Linked DNA regions of Arabidopsis thaliana: region 1 is linked to region 2. A link is a contact called in public capture Hi-C data. All regions are on one chromosome and are shown on one strand. Each heading gives the region's core, a stretch centred on a gene start, on an enhancer-like site or on the middle of the called end of the contact. The rest is flanking DNA. Distances are from core to core; before and after follow the strand shown.

Region 1 (3,934 bases), core at 624-3,123, 770 kb before region 2:
CGCATGGTACTGGCTACTGGAAAGAATCATGACCTGTAAATTTCTACAGTTTTCCCGTTTTATATAGTACTTAGAAACTTTGGATTTTCATAGCGCAACCAATAAACACATGGACTTAAGACACAAAAAAAGTTGGGTGCAATGTCATTAATCAAACTAAAAAAATAATGATTAAAAGCATGGAATTCCGAAAACGCAACAAAATGATTCTGTGTTTAGACAAATGCAGAAAGGCCTCTTAACTAATCTTAAATAAAGTCTTAGTTCCAACCACATAAACACTCCTTAGCTCCATTAATTTTGGTTTTCTTAATTACGTTTCTACACAAGTACACGTACTTACACATACAATTCCACAGTCTAAATGATAAAACTATGTGGTTTTTGACGTCATCGTTACCTTTCTGTCGTCTCACCTTTATATAGTGTCTCTAACAGAACGTAACAACCAAATGTTTAAAAAAATAAAAACAGCACCCCTTAATTAGGCTCATTCGTTTTGCACTAACCATACTACAAATCATCTCGAACGATCGAGCAAAGATTTGAAAAATAAATAAACGTATAACTCTAGAGATTTTCATTAGCTAAGAAAAGTGAAATCGATTGTTAATCCTATTTCAGACGGGACAGGAACACTCATTACCCAACTCTATCATCTCTCGAACACCAAACTATATCTACCGTTTGGGGCATTATTTCCCACTTTCTTTCGAAGACAATTTCCCATATATAACATATACACATTATTACTAATATATTTTTATAAATTTTCGTCACATCCCAAAAAAAAACACTCTTTGTCACATCAACTAGTTTTTTTGTAACGATCAAACCTTTTCGTTTAAAAAAAAAAAACTTTTGTAGTGTAAACGTTTATTTATCGATGAAAAAAGCCACATCTTCCGGAGGGAAACTTTTTAAGACACCCTATTTCGACTTTATTTTGTAAATACAGTGTGCATGTGCATATAAAGAGAGATATCATTTGTATAAATATCAAGAATTAGAAGAGAAAAAGAGAGAAGAAGACAATCTATTACTATTACGATGTGTGGGTTGTTAATTTGTTTAAAGGGAGCTTTTCTATAGAGATTTTTAAGGTCAAGGGTCATCGTTCGATGTGGGCTTGCTTCCTACAATCTAGTTGCCTTACGGGGCCTACTCTTTTTCTTTTGATAACTACATCACCTTTTTTTTCTCCGACAACTATATATCACTTTTTTTATGTTTTCCTTTTTTTCTTCACAATAATTCTTTACTCGTTGCAAATGTAAAGATACACAAAGTTACTTATTTTGTTTACGATGGTTCTTAGTAGTTTAAAGAATTAATGAATAAGATAAACCTAAACTTTGAAAAGACTAAAAAAAATGTATAACAACATACATTATACGTATTTGAAATAGTCCAAGTGATATTATGTCATTGATATTAGCACAAATAATTACGATGCCTGATATTGTCACATTTGATGATTTTAAGTTCTTGTAAAAGATAAGTGTAACTAAATCACTATAGTGAGGCCCACGTTTTAATTTCTAAACTAATTACAATGACAATAAAATAGCAAAACTATTTAAAACTAGACGCCAAAAAAAATTGAAACTAATAATTGTGAAAAAAGAACAAGAGAATAATAATCATTAATAATTGACAAGTGAAATTAATATATTGCTCTTGGAGGGTTATATTTTAATTTTCAAACTAAATAATGAATACAAATGGAAAAGCTAATGATAAGAGTTGAATTTTAATAATTAAGAAAAACAAAAAAAGGTGTACAAGGAGACACATGCGTTTTCCTCATGCATCTTGTTTTTATACAACAATATATATATATATATTGAGTCATTCTCTGCTAGCTCTCTCATCTCCAACTTTCAGTATGATATATAGTTACAATTAAATAAACCTCACATGCTCTATTCTTGCTTGATTTTTGAGTTAATCTTGAATCTCTTTGATGATGTCAAAATCTATGAGCATATCAGTGAACGGACAATCTCAAGTGCCTCCTGGGTTTAGGTTTCATCCGACCGAGGAAGAGCTGTTGCAGTATTATCTCCGGAAGAAAGTTAATAGCATCGAGATCGATCTTGATGTCATTCGCGACGTTGATCTCAACAAGCTCGAGCCTTGGGACATTCAAGGTTTATTTCCATAAAGAAATTTTTTATGAATTAATTTTCTCTCTTTCACACTCTCATAATCCAATTTTCCGAATTTATTAATTTTTCCATATATATGAAAGTGCTGTCTTGTCTATACTACTTTCGATTCATGACGTGATCTCATGTATCCTTTTACGAGAATATGACTAGAGTACAGAGAATCTACACTTAGTTGTTGATGTTGTTTGTTCATATTCGGAGTTAGTTACTGCAAAGACCAACATAGGTTTGGTTATTATACAATTTACTATTTAAGTTTTTTTCTTCTGATTATTTTTGTCGTTATGCAGAGATGTGTAAAATAGGAACAACGCCACAAAACGACTGGTATTTCTTTAGCCACAAGGACAAAAAATATCCGACGGGAACGAGAACTAACAGAGCCACTGCGGCTGGATTTTGGAAAGCAACTGGCCGCGACAAGATCATATATAGCAATGGCCGTAGAATTGGGATGAGAAAGACTCTTGTTTTCTACAAAGGCCGAGCTCCTCACGGCCAAAAATCTGATTGGATCATGCATGAATATAGACTCGATGACAACATTATTTCCCCCGAGGATGTCACCGTTCATGAGGTATGTATTAATTCCATCATAACCTAAATACGAGTTATTCAATCAAAGGATTTGGTCTCTTTTTTGAATATCTCATTTTACATCACAATCTCGATTTTGTTTTGATTAATTATTATTTCATTGACCATTATAAAAGTTGTTACTGATGATAAGATGTACAAGTAAAAAATATCATGTAATTAATATATATATAAAGGTAATTAATATATTTTAAAAAACAATATTTATGCAAAGTATGATCGTAATTTTCTTTAATAACATTATGAAAACTATCACATATTCGTTTTCGTTATTATTTTTTTCTTAAATTCCCAATATTTAATGATAATAGTTTTAGTTACTTCTTCCCACAAATATTTCTTTTCTCCTTTGTCATATACAGACGCACATGAAACTGAAATATGAATTTTCTTTTTCTTTTTGGTTTTAACCTAAATGGGATTAGTGCAAAACATGAACTTTGCTAATATATCTTAGTTGATTTTTGAATATTTAAGGTCGTGAGTATTATAGGGGAAGCATCACAAGACGAAGGATGGGTGGTGTGTCGTATTTTCAAGAAGAAGAATCTTCACAAAACCCTAAACAGTCCCGTCGGAGGAGCTTCCCTGAGCGGCGGCGGAGATACGCCGAAGACGACATCATCTCAGATCTTCAACGAGGATACTCTCGACCAATTTCTTGAACTTATGGGGAGATCTTGTAAAGAAGAGCTAAATCTTGACCCTTTCATGAAACTCCCAAACCTCGAAAGCCCTAACAGTCAGGCAATCAACAACTGCCACGTAAGCTCTCCCGACACTAATCATAATATCCACGTCAGCAACGTGGTCGACACTAGCTTTGTTACTAGCTGGGCGGCTTTAGACCGCCTCGTGGCCTCGCAGCTTAACGGACCCACATCATATTCAATTACAGCCGTCAATGAGAGCCACGTGGGCCATGATCATCTCGCTTTGCCTTCCGTCCGATCTCCGTACCCCAGCCTAAACCGGTCCGCTTCGTACCACGCCGGTTTAACACAGGAATATACACCGGAGATGGAGCTATGGAATACGACGACGTCGTCTCTATCGTCATCGCCTGGCCCATTTTGTCACGTGTCGAATGGTAGTGGATAACGGAAATGGAGGGAAAGAGAGAGAGGCACACACACATAAGACATTTCACATTTGTGTAAAAA
Region 2 (4,079 bases), core at 1,300-3,799:
GCGTAGGAGGGTAAGTCCTCAAGATGCATTATGTCTTCCAGCATCAGCTCTCTCTCCAGCTGTCTCCTTGTTGATTTCATCACCGTCTATGTCATCCAATATATTCCAAGACAAAGCATCAGCATCGCATGTATGTATGTAAATGACCAAACTAATGTCAATGCTTTGTAACGACTATTACTTACGTTAAACTCCATGTATGAGGCACGCATTGAAAGCCATTGCTGATCCATTAGCTTGAATGCAATGCAATAAAGAAGGTCAAATGCAGATTCGTTCTCTGCTTACACAAATACCCAATACATTTATCTAAATCAGTGTCCACATCTAATTGAAGCACCATGTGTGGAAAAAGGCTTTTCATTATGATAAGACCACAGCATTGTGTGAGAGATTACCAGAAAGAAATTTCAGAAAAGTTGCCCCAACAATTGTTCGCGGTTTCACTGTACATTTTAAAAGTATATACATCAGAATGACAGACTATGAACAATATGAGACATCTGCCTAATGCATGCAAGAAGATTCTATAGTAGTTATGTGCTTCCCAATCCTATGACTCCAGATGTCAATAGCAACTATCACAATCATGAATCATGGTAGGTAAGTAAATTCATGTGGCTGTATACCTGCTTCAAGGTCAAGCATTTGGATGAGCATGAATGTTAAGTTGATACCAGCGACAGCAAAGGGGTATTCCCACACAGACCGATCCCCAACCTGTTTCCTCAGAAGGTCCTGGAAGGATTTCTGCAGCATATAGACATGTGCCGTTTAAACTAAGTGACATAAGTGGATCAGCAAGATCTATAAGAGGTGAATTCATGAATAACTGATTGATCGATAATTTATGATGCATGGAAAGTGAAATTTATAAAGGAAAATCAGCTCATTCTTTTCATGAAATGTTTGTATATGTAGTGTATAGGTATACCTGAAAGTTCCTGGCAAAGTACAGCAAGTTTTCAAGAGATATGAAACCACCACCCCTGCCAGATGATGCACTGTAAGTCAGAGAACATATGCAAGAAATACCTGTAACATAAATGATAAGGAAAGTCCGTGTTATACCTAAAATCTGTTGACGGATCTTTGCCCTGCCAACCCATCTCTTTCCACTGCTCAGATATTAATCCATGAAGCTCTTCTTCAGGAAAGGAAAGTTTCCACAGCTCCCTTAGAGCTTCCTAAGAGCATATGACGAAGTAACAAAGTAATCATCAAAGCTGGTACATTTGAATTTATGATGCTAGCTTACAGTAAAAAGGCCACGGGACGAAAAGATACAATATTCTACCATCTTCAAATGATGGTTCAAGTCCAATTTTGTTTATGAGAAATTCTGAAAGCTTAAAACCCCTCAAGAAAAGTGTACCTGATGCAAGGGTATTGTGCTATCATAAGCTACGTCAATGCGGTTCTGCAAACTCTGCAAGCATTCCTCCTGCAAATTCCAACAATAGGGTATTAGTAATTAGGTACCTGGATACACTTAGAAGTAAGGCAGCTAATCTAAAGAGGACAAACACGTTATTTATAATGTAGGGAACAATAAATGTAAACTTCCAACTCGAACAGTGGAAAGTCAAGTACCTGAGCAGGTGTTAGATCAAACGTAGAATTTGCGTCACTATCTCTTCTCTGAGCACAAACACAAGAAAGACCTCGGCCTAACCAAGCTGCTGATCCAGGCACAGCCTCAGCTATAACAAAACAAATAAACTCCAGTGTTATTGGAGCTACAGTGGTTTCAACAGAGGAATAGTACGCATAGGCACACTAGTCTAAATCTCTAATCCATAAAACTCTATAAAACCACACAGAAACAAAGCTTATAGACAACTCTATACTACGAAATCTGCCATATACTAAGGTTTAACATCAACCACAATTGTAGAGAGATAAGCTTAGATACTAAGAGAAGCAGAAACGCTTTTCTCAATGAAACGCTAAGAGATGATGAAAATACCAGATGATGAATTGTAAACGCTTCCTCGTTCGAGACCCTGAGAAATCCGCCTAACAGCTACGAACGAGCCTTCTCTATCATCCATCTCTCACTTTCTCTTATTCGCTCCTCCGATTCACTTCAAAATCTCCATCCTGCGAACAATCAAATGCAGAACCAGATAATTTCATCAGCAATCGAATTTTTAAAATCAAATCAATAAGAAACCAATCGGAAACCTGATCAACTACTACAGACACAATGCGAATCACAAAAAACGTCACGATTGATACAGCGAGCTTCAAAAACCAAAAATAAAGTAAAGAGGAGAATTCAATCACCGTCGAGGATCGAAAACTCAAAACCAATCGAATCAAATAGCGATCAACTTCGAATCCTCAATGAAAACAGAGAAAGAGAATCTTGCGCGAAGAGCAAAGCAAGAAAGCAACAGCTTCAAGATCTACTGAGTGACGCCGGATATTTATCGGCGATAGAGATAATCGGACGGCGAAATCAAGCGAAAGAGGAGAATAAGGAAGAAAAAAAGATTTCAGCATAAATTTTTGCCGTTTCTTTAATTGTTTGGAGGTTTGGAAATAAAATAAAAAAGGAAAATGAGATTTTTATAGTTACGACGGACAGGGCTGGTGTACAGGTGGCAATTAGGCTGGAGGACCCCGCGCGTGTACTTCAATCGTTTTCAGCGTCGCCGTCACAAGTCATACCGGACTAAAATAAAAAGTGACTTTGGTTAGGTCATTAAGCATTGGTTAATTAATTTGGCACTTAAGTCAAACGTCAACGACTTTTTAATCCCTTTTTTTTTGTCGTAATATATGGTATAACACAAGTCATAGAGTTCTGATTTTTTTCCTTCAACTACCATTAGAATAAGTAGATGCAATTTTGACGTATATTGTATTATGTATTTTTCTGAGTTTAAAATCGAAATTTTGTAGATCGTCACGCGCCGGTCGGCGACAATTGCAAAAGGCGAGGGATGGGCCATATATTTTGATGTGTGAAGTTTAACTAAAGCCGGCCTCCGTATAATTACTCATTGTTTTCTGGTCCACCGGATTGTTAATCAATCATCCAACACATGTGACATGTCCCTATAAGGAGGTTTTTTAAAAACTATGTCAAAACTTGAGGAAATGTTACATTTACAGCAAGCAAAATCAGAAACTAGCCCCTATTACAATTCTTTTTTTTTTTTTTTTTTTTTTGAATTGCAATCTTTATAGAGCTTTATGGTTATGGTACGTGTAATCTTTATAGTCCACGTGATTTAGCGTGAATGGAACTCAAGACTGGTCGCTACCATCAACACTATGGAAACTTTCGCGAGCACATGCACATCATTACTCTTTTTCAGAACATTCTTTTCCTCTATCCAACTAAATCAAATTTTCTATTCAATTGGCCGGTTATCTGAATTCTACTTCACTTGCATTTCATATTTTCTAAAGTACTGAAAATTTAGCTACCATCATATGAACTATTTTATTCGTGAATTTTATATAAGTGAAAGCTGGTGTCGCTAAGTATATATACAAATTAGATCGAATATTTAACCATGTTAAAATTTACGTTTGTTATCTGAAGTTGAGTTGCGTTAAAAGTTTTCCTAGATTCCAACGATTATCCTTATATGCTTGGAAAAAAGCAAGAACATAGATAATTGCTACACCTTTACTTGAAGTCAAAGTAATAGCCTTTCTATGTACGGGTATTATCAAGAAAACATATACATATCTTCTTCTTTTTTGTTGATAAACATACACATTATTTTTATAAATAGAGATTTCATACCAAAATTTATAATAGAAACGAGAATTATTCTTTAAAACATTCATATAATGGTTAGTCATAATTAAAAAAATTGCCATGATAAAACATGAACTATATATATTTTCACGTAACACTTCAAGTACTTAATCAAAATCTCATAAAAATATTCAAATTGGTAATCCAACTAATGATATATTCATTTAGAAAAACTTATAATATTTTATAGAGTCACCTTATACATTGTCAAACCTAATTTAACCTACACCTATGACCTATAAAAAATCCCTAAACTTCCTAATTAAAAAATTACTTAAAGAGAATATTTGACAGAGAA

What was found. Capture Hi-C pulls out chosen DNA fragments and counts their contacts.
Region 1: a contact with region 2 is called in a capture Hi-C map of seedling, with 2.3 times the contacts expected there. The contact joins the promoter of NST1 here to the promoter of AT2G44770 in region 2.

The regions. Positions count from the first base shown.
Region 1 is chr2:19,220,855-19,224,788 of TAIR10.1, reverse strand. It overlaps NST1 (NAC (No Apical Meristem) domain transcriptional regulator superfamily protein), which reads left to right and starts at 1,873. Exons shown (of 3, transcript NM_130243.3): 1 at 1,873-2,153; 2 at 2,465-2,751; 3 at 3,249-3,934. The coding sequence starts at 1,967. The coding sequence ends at 3,872.
Region 2 is chr2:18,455,792-18,459,870 of TAIR10.1, reverse strand. AT2G44770 (ELMO/CED-12 family protein) reads right to left here and starts at 2,549. Exons shown (of 10, transcript NM_130042.1): 1 at 2,290-2,549; 2 at 1,970-2,103; 3 at 1,594-1,703; 4 at 1,376-1,444; 5 at 1,072-1,187; 6 at 935-989; 7 at 630-750; 8 at 399-446; 9 at 186-280; 10 at 1-86. The coding sequence starts at 2,054.